2 separate regions of the Dromaius novaehollandiae genome follow, and region 1 is linked to region 2. The links are chromatin contacts, called in public Hi-C maps. All regions are on one chromosome and are shown on one strand. Each heading gives the region's core, a stretch centred on a gene start, on an enhancer-like site or on the middle of the called end of the contact. The rest is flanking DNA. Distances are from core to core; before and after follow the strand shown. Region 1 overlaps TMEM108 (transmembrane protein 108). Region 2 overlaps TMEM108 (transmembrane protein 108).

Region 1 (6,472 bases), core at 3,860-6,359, 65 kb after region 2:
TCCCGGAGAGCTGCCCGCGGCCCCCGGCGCGCTGCGGTGCGGCAACGGAGGTGGTGGGCAGCGCGGGAGCGGGCGGGCGGCGCGGCGCCGCAGGACACGCCTGCCGGGCTGTGCCGGCCCTCCTTCGCCAAGCGCCAGCCGCGGCCTCGCCAGCCAGCCGAGCCGGCGCGCGCTGCCTCCCGCTCCCGAGGGATGAGGCGTCCGAGTCGGCGGGATGTGAGCAGGTGAGGATGTCTGCTGACAAGTCCAAATGATATTTTCAGGTGAGTGCTTTCCTTGAACGAGCTGCCGGAGCCGGGGTCTTTCTTTGGCTTTCCCTCCCCGGGTGATTGCCGTTGTCCTGGCTTTGCAGTGCGCCTTTGCCGGAGGATCCCTGGCTCAGGTGTCCGTAGCGATTCAAGGGAGCAGGGGATCTGCAGCATTTCCAGAGCACCCCTTTCTGTAGCACCCGTGAGTCCCTAGCGCAGTGGGAAGATGAGCGGGGCGATGCTGCTCTGTTCCTGCGTGCTGCTGTCCTCTCCGTACCCCCATTGTTTAAAGCACTGGAGGGTCAGAAATTAATTCTGGTTTATGGACCCTCTCTCTTAAAATCTTCAGTGGAAGTGCATCGTAGCAACAGTGATGGTTGTTCCGCGATGTTTTTGCATTAAGGACTGGGATGTACTTGCCACATGAAAACTGTGGTCACCATTAAGCTTGTCTCTCAGGGAGTGTCAGCGCGTGCTGCTTGTGTTTGTGCATGTGATTTCCAAAGCTGCTGCTGGTGTTATTTCATGTTACTGCAAATAGAGCTGTTACTCCGTGTGTTTCATTTTCTACATTTTATCAAATATCCTGTGTATTGAAGTGGGGCTTGAGCACCCGTCTAACTCTTAAAAGGGAAAAGAGACAATAACTTGTAAGTTACTAGCTGGGAGCTCTGGCATGACAGGCACTGATAAACAAGGAAGAGAAATATTCTGTGCAGAGTAACCTACTTTTTCTTCCCTCGATTCTGCCACCACTCGCGGAGGTGGAATTTGCTTAACTCTGTACAAAGGCTGCTTTGTTGTGTGGAAATCACATTGCGTTGACAGATTACAAAGAAAATGACCGTAACAAAAATAACAATATATACTTTCTGCCCAGTTGTCCATCTATTAAAGATTCATTGTGCTCCCTGTAATGCTTTTGGTTTGCTGAGAGACATATGATAAGTTACTGGTGTCACGCAGAAGGCTTTGCTTTGAATCGTCTTTGCAAGAGCTGGTCTCACTATCATTTAATAAGCCAAGACTGTTCGGTTCTCAGGGAGGCGTCAGCATCCCGTAGGCTGCCCACGTGCGCCCCAGCCCGGGCTCTGTCGAGAGCGGGTCCTTTGCAGACGGCGCCCTTTGCTTCCCTTGCCCACGGCAATCTGCAGTAATGAGTCCAGCAGTAGGTCTCTGCACAAAAAGCATCATCCTGGCTTCCTAGAGCAGAAGTGTTTGCCGAGGGCTGCTCAGGGTGGCTTGGGTTGTTTTGCTGCAAGGTCCAAGGTAGCAGAGGTGAGCAGGGGTCGAACGCCAGACCGAGCTCTTTGTGCTTGTTCACCTGCTGCAGAAAACGTGGACGTGGTGCTCCAGAGCCTCCACTGTGTCTTTGCCAGTGAGGACTTGGTCCAAAGCCTACTTAAGTCAGTGGGAGCCTTTCCACAAACTCTAGGTCAGGCATTAAGTAAGACTGTTGTTTGGAGATTGTGCCCCTGGGGAGCCTGACTGCATGAACCAACTGCGTGGCGGCATGCCTGCTCTGCCATGCCATGCGGAAAGGCTGTTCCCAAACGGCCCGTGAGGTCCCCAGTGCGGCACCAGGCTGTATCGGCTCCTAGGTGAAGCCTTCTAAGTGGTGCTAAAGCTGGTGCAGCAGCCTTTAGCAGGAGCTCCTCGGGTCCTGGGATAAAATACTCAAAGAAGGCTGCTGGGGAACAAATCCCTTCACATTTCTGATTAGGAGGAAGAAAAATATTCCTGACCCCAACTTTTCTGAGACTTGATAGGGACATTGGCTCCAGTCTTTAAAAACATTGCTCCTTCATTTTCTTTCCTTACAAAACTGTACACACCACGTCTGGACCTGTCCTTTGAGCGTACCATGGGAAAGAGCACTGCAGTGAGATCCTGTTGAGATTTGAACCATTGCACCATGTCGTCAGGAAGAGTTTTTATGGCTAAATGCACATCAGTCTGCTATGTTTCATCCTTGAGTTAATTCATTTTGTACTTAACATTCAAGTCTTGGTGCAGTATGCAAGAACACGGGATGACACAGTTCGCACCACTGAGACATCAGGTCAATCAGCATTTTCATTAGGGTTGAATGGTTTTAATGTAGTCATAAAATTAGACTCCAAAAGCAGGGATTTGACATACAGCATTTAAAAGTCAAACCAGTTTGACCCTTTCTGAGCATGAACTCCTACAGCTTAGAAGTGGCCCCTTATGAAAAGGCTTAATGGTGTTAACTGACCCTTGAAAATATAATTAATTATTATTATTTGCTGTAATGTACTTACATCAGTCTGTATGGCCATTATGGCACCATACAGCAGCAGACAGTCCTTGCCCCAAAGGGCTCCTGTTGTAAATAAGGTCAGTCCTTGGAGTCTCGTGCAGCCCAGCCTGAAGGATTTTGGCAAAGAGCTGCAGGACTGGCCTTTGAACTTAATAAGAACATCTGCTGTGTCCCATACATCTGGGCTATTGTCACTTCGGCCATGACAACTTTAGGCCCAAAAGGTTTCTTTTCAGTGGTAATCTGATTCTAGGTAAGCTGGGGCCCTGGGGGCCGTCAGCGTCGTACCCTTTGCACAGTGCAGGTGCATTTGGGAAGCAGAGAGAGGTGGAGAAGGGAAGACTTTTGAAGGGGTTGGTTAAATCCATTTCTGTGATGAATGTTTCCTGCATCTTAGTAGGGGAATTCAGAAAATCATTTTCCCAGGTTTAGGTCAAAATTCCGCAACAGGGGAGCCTAATATCAGGTCCCTTAATGAGAGTCTCGCTTAGTACAACATTGCATACCCTCCCGTGACACAAAAGTCGGGGGGAGCTCTGGGCAACCAGGCTGCTGCGAACCCAGCCAGAACATCCCCAGGTGTCCCTGGATGGATGGTGCACAGCATCTGAAAATACTGATTCCAACTTTTACTTTTGCTTTCCAGTTGGCCGTTGATCAGTTATAAAGCCAATTAATTCTACTTAAAAGGGCCAGCAAAGCCCGCTGTGAAGTCTGTATTACCAGCTGGTTTTCCCAAAATATACGGCACGGGCTATTTTGACAATGATCTACTAAGCTGAATATTTTGTAAGTATTCAGGGACATGGGTTAGCTCTGGTTGTCTCTGAAAGAGTTACTGTGGTCAGTTAAACCAGTAAAAAAGAAGTCCTAAGAAGCTGTGTCTGTGGGGCCACAATAGCTCTGCAGAGGCTGTTGAAGGGGGAGCTAGCAGATGTGCAAAATCTGACTAGCACATCCTGAGAGAGGAAAGGGTTGTGGGGGTTATTGTTTATTGTCAAATAAATGACTTATGACATAATATTTTTAGAATAGTTATTAATACTTTACAACCCATCTCAAGGTACTGGCTAAATCTATATGGCTTCTAGTGTCTGATGTGTGGTGACCTGCTACCACAACAGGCTGCCCCAGAGAGATTATAAATCTTTATAGTTGCTAGCTTCTGATTTATTATTATTTGAAGCAGTAAAGGTGGATATTTGGGAGGTTTTTAGCCAAAGATCATGGTTCCTAACCCCAGGGCATAATTTGCAGAAGAGCTGGCAACTTCCGCATTCCTTAAGGAATATCCCGGAGAAAAACATTAATCCAACGGAGATGTTTTTCTGTGCATGGTGTGGGAGAAAAGTAGTTACACAAACAATATCTGAAAATTTTAGCAGGCATTGCAATCATTATAATCTACTATCTCATCTGCCAGTGCACTTTATCTTGTGTGCTCACAACAGCAAGCCTAAAGTTTCCTGAAACATTATCTCCACATACCAAATCCAAAATAAATCTTCATCCTTTCCTCTTTGAATTTGTTCTCTAGCAGCAACTTGTCTTGGCATGGAATATTAGCCATATGGACACTAGAATATCTGCTTTGACCTTGACCTCAGAATAAGTGCTGCCAAAATGTGAAGATAACTCCTGCACTTTGTTCCCAAGAGCGATGCTGCAAGAATGTAGCATGATGTACAGAATGCATTTTTCTCTTTGACTAGGTGTTCTGCTAAGAGCATATCATCTGCAGATGGCTAGGAATTGGAAGCGAGGTCTCAGACCATGGTTTGTTTGGAAGAGATACTTACTTTATTTCAGAAATAAAAAAGAGCTAATTTTATTATCAGTCACTGGCAAGTGCATTGCTTATAACTGGCTCTCACTACATTATCGAGTCAATGTTTTGATCTGGATACTCTGCAGAGGAACAGGAGGCTGCTGGGGACAAGAGGAGATGAATTTTGCTGGTGGCAGACTTCTGCGCTCTTCTGGTTCAGCAATGATGGTTAGTGTCAAAGCACAGCGCTTAGCTGGATAAGAGGAATAAGTACTACTCCTTTGGTCAGCTTGTGCTTTATGTAGTATATTGCTTGCAAGTGGATGTGGATGATGCACAGGACTCTGAATAAACTCACTTCACGGCATTTGCATCACACCAACCTGCAACAGAGCCTTAGGACTCAATGGACACCTAATCAGAGATCTTCTTTGATTTTCACAAGTCCCGTTCTTCCATTTTCTGCTGGTGCCCATACCAAATATTCCCAAGTAAGTTAGAGCTAAATGGCCTAACAGCACTTGCAGAGAAAGCTGGCAAGGCTGGGAGGGGGAGGAGGGTGGCGAAGGGGGCAGGAAGATACCCCACAATCTCGGCTGGCAGGCAATCGTTACGCAACTGGGAGTCCTGCCGTTCTGATGAGCTGGGCTCCCAGATTTGTTTGGGCTGCAGCGTCTTTCACCTTGAGATCGCTGGTTGAAATTCGCACCAGCACAGCACGGATGGTGCCAGCTGACGCTGTTCAGTGGACTGTGCAGGATGGACTCGTTCCATGTGCTTCCTAGCGGGCAGAGGGCCACATTGCAGTTGACAGCTTCAGCATATGGAAATGGTGACGTCTGATTGATGTGGTCCCTGCAGGTCGCAGTAACTCAGGGCATATTAGCCCTGCGTCCTGGGGAGGCTTATGCTATTGCAGCTGCCCAGGTCCATTATCTGGACTATGAATAAATGGAAGAATTGATGTTCACAGTAGTGTGAATCTGGCACATCATGAGATGATGTGTACTGCAGTTGGAGGCGAGAGGCAAACTTCGCAGAATCAAATCCCACAGCACATGTAGGCGCAGTACAGGATACAAACAAACATTTGTATGTGAGTGTGAAAGGGCAGTTGTGTTAGATCGGATTGGAGTCCTAATAATCACATGATTTTTAAAAATGGTTACGATGATAGCTACATTTTCTTACTCATTTTTAACATTCACAGATTTTCTATATTTCATACTGTAAACAAGAGACAAAATTTTCCAAAGTTGCTAAATAGAAAGCAGCACTAGAACCTAGGCAGCCCCCTTGTCTAAAATCCCTCACCGGCCCTATCTCTTGGTCAATGACAAATTTTGACGTAATTTTCAGCAAGGGCTGAGCAACTGCTCTCTTGAAAAACACATTGCTTAATGGCATCCAAAACTGGAGACAGCCAAAAGTAGGATTTCGCAGCCAAAAGAATGAACAGGCTAAGGTTTCCCACAATGATATAGATACTTATCTGGAGGCCTCCTGGCCAAAACCAAAATGAAAATGTGTTTTTTTGCATCTACCACTACGGAACAGGGTGCTTTGTAGCTTGTACAGGGAGATCAGTGTGTGGTACTTCAAAGCACTTTCCTGAATCCATACTGCAAGGTCCCGTCTCCTTTTACTGTGGTGCAGCTTTCCCATTCCCACCTCGCTGCTCCCACAGCCCCAGCAGACTCTCTTTTCTCGTGCTGCTTTCCTGGAGAAGCCGACAAACCAGGGCACAAGCTCTTCCTCCACGAAAGGTGTTCCCTCCTGCCAGCTGTGCCGCCTTGGCTCGAGGAAGTAAGGCAGCAACGGAGAGCGGAGTGCTGCGACTCCCAGCCTGCCGGTACCCACCTCGCCTCTCACTCTCGCTCTCTGCTTTTTCCCTCCAGGTGTTCTACTGATCTTGGCACTGACAGAAGAGCTGGTGTTTTCTGTTCAGGTACTGTCTCCCACTGTATCCTCCTCTCAGGGCTTCCTGATGGACACTACCACTGTCACAGCCATGGGGACAACACCTCGTCACAAAGACCGTCGCCCGACGCAGCCTGCTCCCGCATCTGCTCGCACGGTTCCCCATCCCGCTAGCCTGACGGAGAAAACGGCCCCGTCCGCTGGCCAAAAGCAAGCAAGCGGCCGTCATGCTGGCGAAAAGGAAAGGTATCA
Region 2 (6,913 bases), core at 3,977-6,476:
CACAACAGAAAAGTAATTCTCAGTGCATATATTTTGTTTACTTCTGTCGTTTTAGAATTTCCCCCGTTTTGGGGGGCCATAAATATACACTTCATTGCCAAGCTGTTGGAGAGTATGGCTGAAAAGAGTAAAGCACAGTTAGGCAGACAGTTTCCCTTTGCTAATCAACATGATTTTCCTGAAGGTTCGTTTTACTTTGTAATCAACAGGTATAATAATAAAACATGAATTCTGTAATAAATCACATATTGTTTTCTTCTTCTCTTAATTTTCTTGACAGAATCATGAATAAACTGGCAGACCAGCAGGACCACATGATACCATGAAGAGAAGCTTACAGGTCCTCTATTGCCAACTGTTTAGTAAGTAAATATTCTTTTTTTTTAATACTTCCTGTAAGAAAGGAATTATTCAAATTCTTAAGTAAGATCGTGACATTTATGCAAGCCACAATTCAGGGAGGTACTTAACCATGTACCTTGCTTCAAGTACATAGAGCGGAAGTCAAATTCTCTTGTTCAATAAGGTACTTGAAGATGTATCAAAAAAACAAGTTCAAGTACCAGGTGATTGTGCAGAGTCCTGTGGATGGGAAAAAGTGTTTGGCCGCACTGAGCGATGGGAAACACCCTCAGAAGAATGAGATCTGGAAGTGGAAGATGGTGTTTGGAAGAAGCAATGCAACAACATTTTTGTAATCAGGTTTTTGTCTGGTTCTCAGTGGACAAAAGGGATCCCTCCCAGTTGGCACATCTGCTGGTGGCCTCTCTACAAAAGGGTCTCAGAGTGAGGAAAGGGAGCCCCAGATTCACACAGCCCTAAATGCTGTCAGTTCCTGAGCTGAGAAGTTCCTTTTTGCTGAGTTTGGGCTGTCAGAAGAGCCCATCCAATATGAAAGTCTAGCGAAAGGACTCAGGTGAAATTTAGGCAGTGTGGATAGGGGCTGTCTCACCTACACACAAGAGTAAAGCAAGGTTTTAGGTATAAAACAGTACTGACACTGTTAGGGCATTTCTGTAGACTTACAATTTTCAGTGTCAAAATCACAAGTAACAACTTTTTAAAAAAATTTTAGACATTAAGTAAAATAAAAAAAGATGAAATACAATCACTTGCTATCATACATTTTACAAAGGAAGTTGCCGGTTTACAGTAACAGTCTGAAAAAGGTTTTTTATGTTGTCTCTGCAATTCAGCAGAATTTCTGACTTCAAGATATGCATTATGGTACCCAGTTTTGTATGTATTTCTCTTATTCTGTCCAAGCTAGATAACAACCAGAAAATCATGCTTAGTGTGCACAGAATGAGCAATGCTATTATTTTCATTGGTGTGTGTGAAAAATTAGCCTAACAAGTGTTTCATAGATTGTTACTAAAGCCTAGTTAATATTGTATCATTGTTTCACTGATTGCCATCAGGATATAAAAGGAGAGACCTCTATGTGCTTTGCTAGATTGCCTGGTTTTGCTCTTCTTTTTTACAACATAGGAGGTACTCAGGTGTGTCTCTGTGAAGACATATATGTGAAGACTCCAGAGATATCCCCAAGATACATACGTATTGCATACGTATTGCATAGTAACTTAATCCTAAAATGATCTCAGTGAATTCTGTAGGGCTGCTTGTGTGGCCTTTGACCAGGCAGAAGAACACTTCTGCTGAAAAGCATGGAAATTTGGGATATTGCTGGCTGGTTAGCTGAGCCTTGCCTGTCTGGCGGTACAGGGAGGCTGCTCACTAGGGTAAAATGGGGCTACACCAACAAGTTGTTACTCTTGCAAAACTCTCATGAACATCAATGGAAATTTTCCTGGAGCAATATTAGGTTCATCATAATGAAAATATGAAACAGAACTGTATGAACGCATTTGTACTAATATGGCATTAGAAAAAAGGAAGGTATAATGTACATTGAACCTATCATAGTATTTGATCTTTCTGTGTTTTCTTTCTTTTAATGTAATGCTTCCCTGCTTGGCAGCCTATCCCACTGCTATTCCTGCTGGTTTAAACTATATTTTTCAGGGTAGTATGTTGAAGATCTAAGCAGCAAACAGAGGAACACTGAAAATGCAGAGGGAAAGAATGGGCAAACTATATGTATACTGCATGAATAGGCAATGATACTGTGAACTCCATGATGTAATTTGAAAGGATGGATTCTGAAGATAGTATTTCTCCTAACAGATAAATTAATTTTTTAAGGTGCCCATGACAAGATCCACCAAGTTATTTAATTCCTGTTAAATAAGTTTCTTTTAGATTCCCTGTAAGTATGTTACTTCAGTTTATTTTTTCCCTGGTTGCCCCACAATCCTGCAGACAATCTCCAAAGAGTTCAGTCTTCACCAAAGGAAGAAGAAACGGCTTTAATGTGTCTCCTGTAGCTGCTCTTTATGCTGCAGGCAGTGCCTGCAGTGTGGTCTTATTTTGTCTGCATAAAAAAAAGGAAAATTGCTGCTACTATACAGCAAAAAAACCTTCCAAACTTCTGAAAATGTGTTGAAAGAATATGTTCTCCTTTGGTATGATTTACCAATGCCCTGTGCCTTGCTCCCTCCTCTGCAACTGCAATAAGTGAGTCTATGGTGCTGCGTGAGTGGTGTGGCAATATTTTCATTGTCTGATGTGTTACAAGTGACTAACTGAGGGTTAGGGTTATGGAGAGAAATGCCCTGCGTGCGTACTCTTGTGAGTCAAAAACCTGGGATGTCTTGAACAAAGTGTTTATGGTTTTTCTAGAAACGCTGGTCAAGTGGAGAGACAAAACTCTGTCTGTGCCCCCATGAGCGGACCTGCGGCTGAGGGCACTGCTCCAGGCTTATCACACCTTGGCGTGGTCCCAGCTATGCCACTGGGCCAGCAGTGGCTGCCCCCTTCTGCGTCTTCATTTCCACTTCCGTTCGTCCGTGCTCTACTACCGGAGCTAGATTCAGCCGTGTGTCTACATGGTGCCTGGGAGAGCAGGACCCTTACGCTCAGCAGGACTGCTAGGTTTTGGGGCGACAAAGAAGATATATGTACATATTTGTCTGATTTTTAGACTAGTGGGAATTGTTAGCTGGATTTGTGAAAAATCAGGCCTGTATCTAAATGCAGTTTTAAGAGAGTAAATGGAGCATCCTTCTCTTTTGTGAATTTTATATGAGTTATATAATCAGTCTGTTGCCATCTGTAGTCTTCTACTGTGGTTCCCCAAAACAACGTTTTCCATCCATTTATGCTGATCAAGAAGAGTATGTGAAGACGGGACTAGCGACAGCTGCTCTTTTGTGTATGGTTGTAGCTGCCTTGAATCTGATCCCAGTTGTCAAGAGATAGACTTTGTAAAAATTACAGCACTATGTTTGGCCCAGTACAGGGACTCTGGGTCATGCTACTTTACCTCTAGTCATTCATAATTTATGAATAAGTAATTAAACATGTAATATAGCTCTAAAGAAGCACTGCTTTTGAGCTGTATCTTCAGTGCTACTATCTAATCTGAAATCTCTAAGACATAAAAAAGCTTAAAAAGATTAAAATAAAAATTTTGGAAGAGGTTTCTTGGTTAGTGAGAGCTTTGAAGTCACTAGCTAGACTGAGTTGATGAAGACCAATTAAAGCAAAACGTGTCCACAATTTGCAGCCATTTGTTCCGGGCACATCTTTATGGATGAAGTTTGTTGCCTCTGTAATGATGAAGATGTAAATGCCTTTCCCGTGAGGCTCAGCGAGCTCCATTTTTGATAAAGACCTAAAGTGATGATTTAAGCCCTGCAGCATGAGCCACAATATGTCTGCATTTTCTGTAATAAAACATGCACATTATAATTTACCATGCATGCACTTTTCACTCAGGAGTTCCAAGTTGCATATAAACTAGAGAAAAATGTAGAGAAAGGCAACTGGTGGAGCCCTTGGCACACAAGCAGTGTGCGAAACTTCCTTCTTCAGACATTCATTTGCCTGAAAAATGGAAGGACTTTTATTTTCTGTTTACTTACATCACCAGCATCTGCATGAGGACCTGTCACTGTAGCATCTGGAAATAAATGCTAGTCTGGGTATTTCTTCATGCCGTTATCACTTAGTGCATTCCCAGGCATAACTCTTTCATCTTTTAGGCCTGGCAGAAAGCCCGGTAACATCAGTAGAAAGAATCCGGTACGTACGGGCTCACACAATCCTCGGTAGCAAGCTGAGCAAAAATGGCAGCGAGTGGTTGTGCCTTGTAACACAGACTATCACAAATCTTATACCCCCTTGCTCTGGAGGCAGTTCAGCTTCTACCTTTTTTAACCGTGGCCCCCTGATTACATTTCTGTTAAGTCTCCTGCAGTGACACCCACCCTGTAGAAGGGGTTAGCTCAAGCCCTTGCAAGGCTGCGTTAGGTCCTGGGGCACATCGCTCTTGTCATAAAGAGTTGATAAGCAACATGAGTTTGTCAAATGTCTGTTTAAGAGAGGACCTCGTTCTCAGTGCCTGCCGAGCTCCGTTATCTCCTAATGACCACTGCCTCTAACGGGAGCCCAACCCAACTAGCTCCTGTTTCTCTTGCCAAACACTGTGGGTGAATAGTGCCAGGGTGGTAATCAGGCAGCATGCACTGGGGCTCGTCTCTACCGAGTGGGGAGGCATGGTGACGACACAGAAAAGGCGACTGCTAAAAAGAGGGAAATAACCTGTTCTCTACCCGTAATAGATAAGATATGAAAAAAATGGGTTTATAAAGCAGCAAGGAGCTTGGTATTAGAGATACATGTGACGTAGGGTAGAATCCAGAAACGCTAGGACGGACTTGTTGGGGGATCACGGAGCCTCCACCGGTGAAGACCCAAGTGGAAAAAACATCTGTCAGGAGTGGCAGGGGCCATCTGGATGATTTCAGAGGCTCCCGTCAATTGCTCTGACCCTGTGGCCAGGTGGATGTCTGGGGGGCTGTGTCCTTAGTGCGGATGAGCCTGCTTGCTTTGACAGAGCACTCGCAGTTTGCCCAAGCCATGTATAATTAACCCGTGTCATAGGAACTGAGAGCTGATGTGTGTTTAAAGATACTGAGGATGACTTGATACACAACTTGGTACAGATCATGGGAGAGTTGCTCTCTGTCATTCATGGGAACTTGCAGAAAAAAGAAAGAACATTTTTGTTGTTTTCTGTAGGACTGGTAGGTGTTAGCTTAAGCGGAGAGAACAGCGCGGGGGGAGTTTCTAGCAATAGATTCCATCTGTTTTGCTTAAAGTTGGAAAGGTAAACAGCCTCTGGCTATGCAGTGTTTCATGTATAAAGCTTTTTGGGATACTCACTGAGCTGGAGCATTTGTATTTACGAGTCACGTGGCTTGGTAACAGGCTGTCCATCGAACAGCTCACAGCAAGCAATAAATCTACACTTTCTTTTCCCAGAAATCAATTATATATTGTTGCTGAAGTTTCTCAACAAAGCTTTGTTTTCTTGAAAGAATTTGCTACTTTCCATTTCCTTTTTGTGATCCCTTCCTGGAAAACTAAACCTTTTAAAGAGAGGTTTAAAAACAAACCAACATGCTTTATGAAGAAATTAAATTGAATATGCATTTCCTTATCAGATGTGCACTCCAGTGTCCTTGATATGCCATTTATTGAAATTTTGGTTGCACGCACAAATGAGAGAGCACGTTCCTATTCACCGACTGGATAAACACAACTCTGAATCAGATTGCTCTTGTGATTCTAAACTTGAGCTTGTTCCCATGAATAGTCTGCATTATTTATTTTAAATTTGCTGGTTCCGTGAACATTCTTGTCTGCAAATATATTCCATTTAGTAGAGTCTCACAGGACACAAACTCATTAAAGAGTTTGAAATATATGTATGGGGTGGGGGAGGGGGGGAGAGGAGTTCTGTCTTATCTGCAGATAAAATTTAGCACATACAATAGGACCCTCCCAAACAACTAACATACTGCAGAAACTTCTCCACTGTTCTTGCAGATTTGCTCAAACATACAGAGATGTGGAATCAGCCTGGGGCTGTAGGAATTCAAGTCATAGTCCTTGACACTGAATTTGGGATAAAAAGCCAGCAGACAGATTATTATATTGGCTTTTTCTATCAGCAGACAAGCAATTCATGCATTTGCACATATGAGTTGATAGTCTGATTATGTTCTTGGCATAAGTACCTTCATTTTTATGCTTATACTGACACTGTTTGCATTATAACCCTGTAGATTTTTCAAAATTAATGAGAGCATGCATAACTTTCCAGTATTCGTATTCTTCAAGCATTTACACACTGGTTGTGGGACATGCTATTAACAATGTCCATGACCATTACACCAGAACACCAAGAGATATTAAATACATATGCATAACTATGGATGTGTACCCAAATTGGTAAGTGCTGCAAGGATTTGGTTTTAAAATTCCTTTCACTCTTGTTAAAGAAATTGTTTGATAAATCAAAAATGAATCCGTAGTATTCTTTCCATTCTGTGTTTTGAATTATTTGTGTTTTGAACCTGAAGCAATTCCTATTACACCACAATAAATCTGTATAATCTTCTATTTTAGATTCAGCATTGTTTGCCTCAAGCTTTGAGAGAGAGGTTTTAGAGGGTGAGTGAAATAAGTAGGAGTGCAAATTCGACTTTTCTCTATTTTCCCTTTCAAAAGTCTATTCATCCATCTCTAATAGAAGTCAAACTGCAGGAACAGTGACTGAGCAGCTTGTGCAGTTTCATATGTGTGTCTTTGAGAGTCACAGCATCAAGTCAAGTGGAGAAAGAAATGCTACTGGTGTACAGATGGGAGCCTGGCGACCATGAAATGTTGGTCCTGTTGAGTTCAATGGCAAAACTCCCATTGACTTTGGTAGGATTGAGATTTTATTCCTGGACTTCATACTCCCAGCTTTGCTTTGTTTCCTTGCATTATAAAACAAAGA

What was found. Hi-C and Micro-C count contacts between places; a contact is called where the count stands out from the background.
Region 1: a Hi-C map of ovary shows a contact between it and region 2, with 2.3 times the contacts expected there. The contact joins two enhancer-like sites. A contact is called at or near these places in 3 of 4 Hi-C or Micro-C datasets (brain, liver and ovary).

What each region holds. Positions count from the first base shown.
Region 1 is chr2:48,866,917-48,873,388 of bDroNov1.hap1, forward strand. TMEM108 (transmembrane protein 108) reads left to right here. Exons shown (of 7, transcript XM_026094037.2): 5 at 6,199-6,472. The region is part of intron 3 of LOC112979665 (a long non-coding RNA gene); the gene reads right to left. Among named protein-coding and RNA genes, the nearest start is that of BFSP2, 19 kb to the right of the region's middle. Within about 2 kb of position 5,110, at least 2 of the 2 cell types and tissues checked have open chromatin away from gene starts, as enhancers often do.
Region 2 is chr2:48,801,500-48,808,412 of bDroNov1.hap1, forward strand. TMEM108 (transmembrane protein 108) reads left to right here. Exons shown (of 7, transcript XM_026094037.2): 4 at 281-362. The coding sequence starts at 323. Among named protein-coding and RNA genes, the nearest start is that of BFSP2, 84 kb to the right of the region's middle. Within about 2 kb of position 5,227, at least 2 of the 2 cell types and tissues checked have open chromatin away from gene starts, as enhancers often do.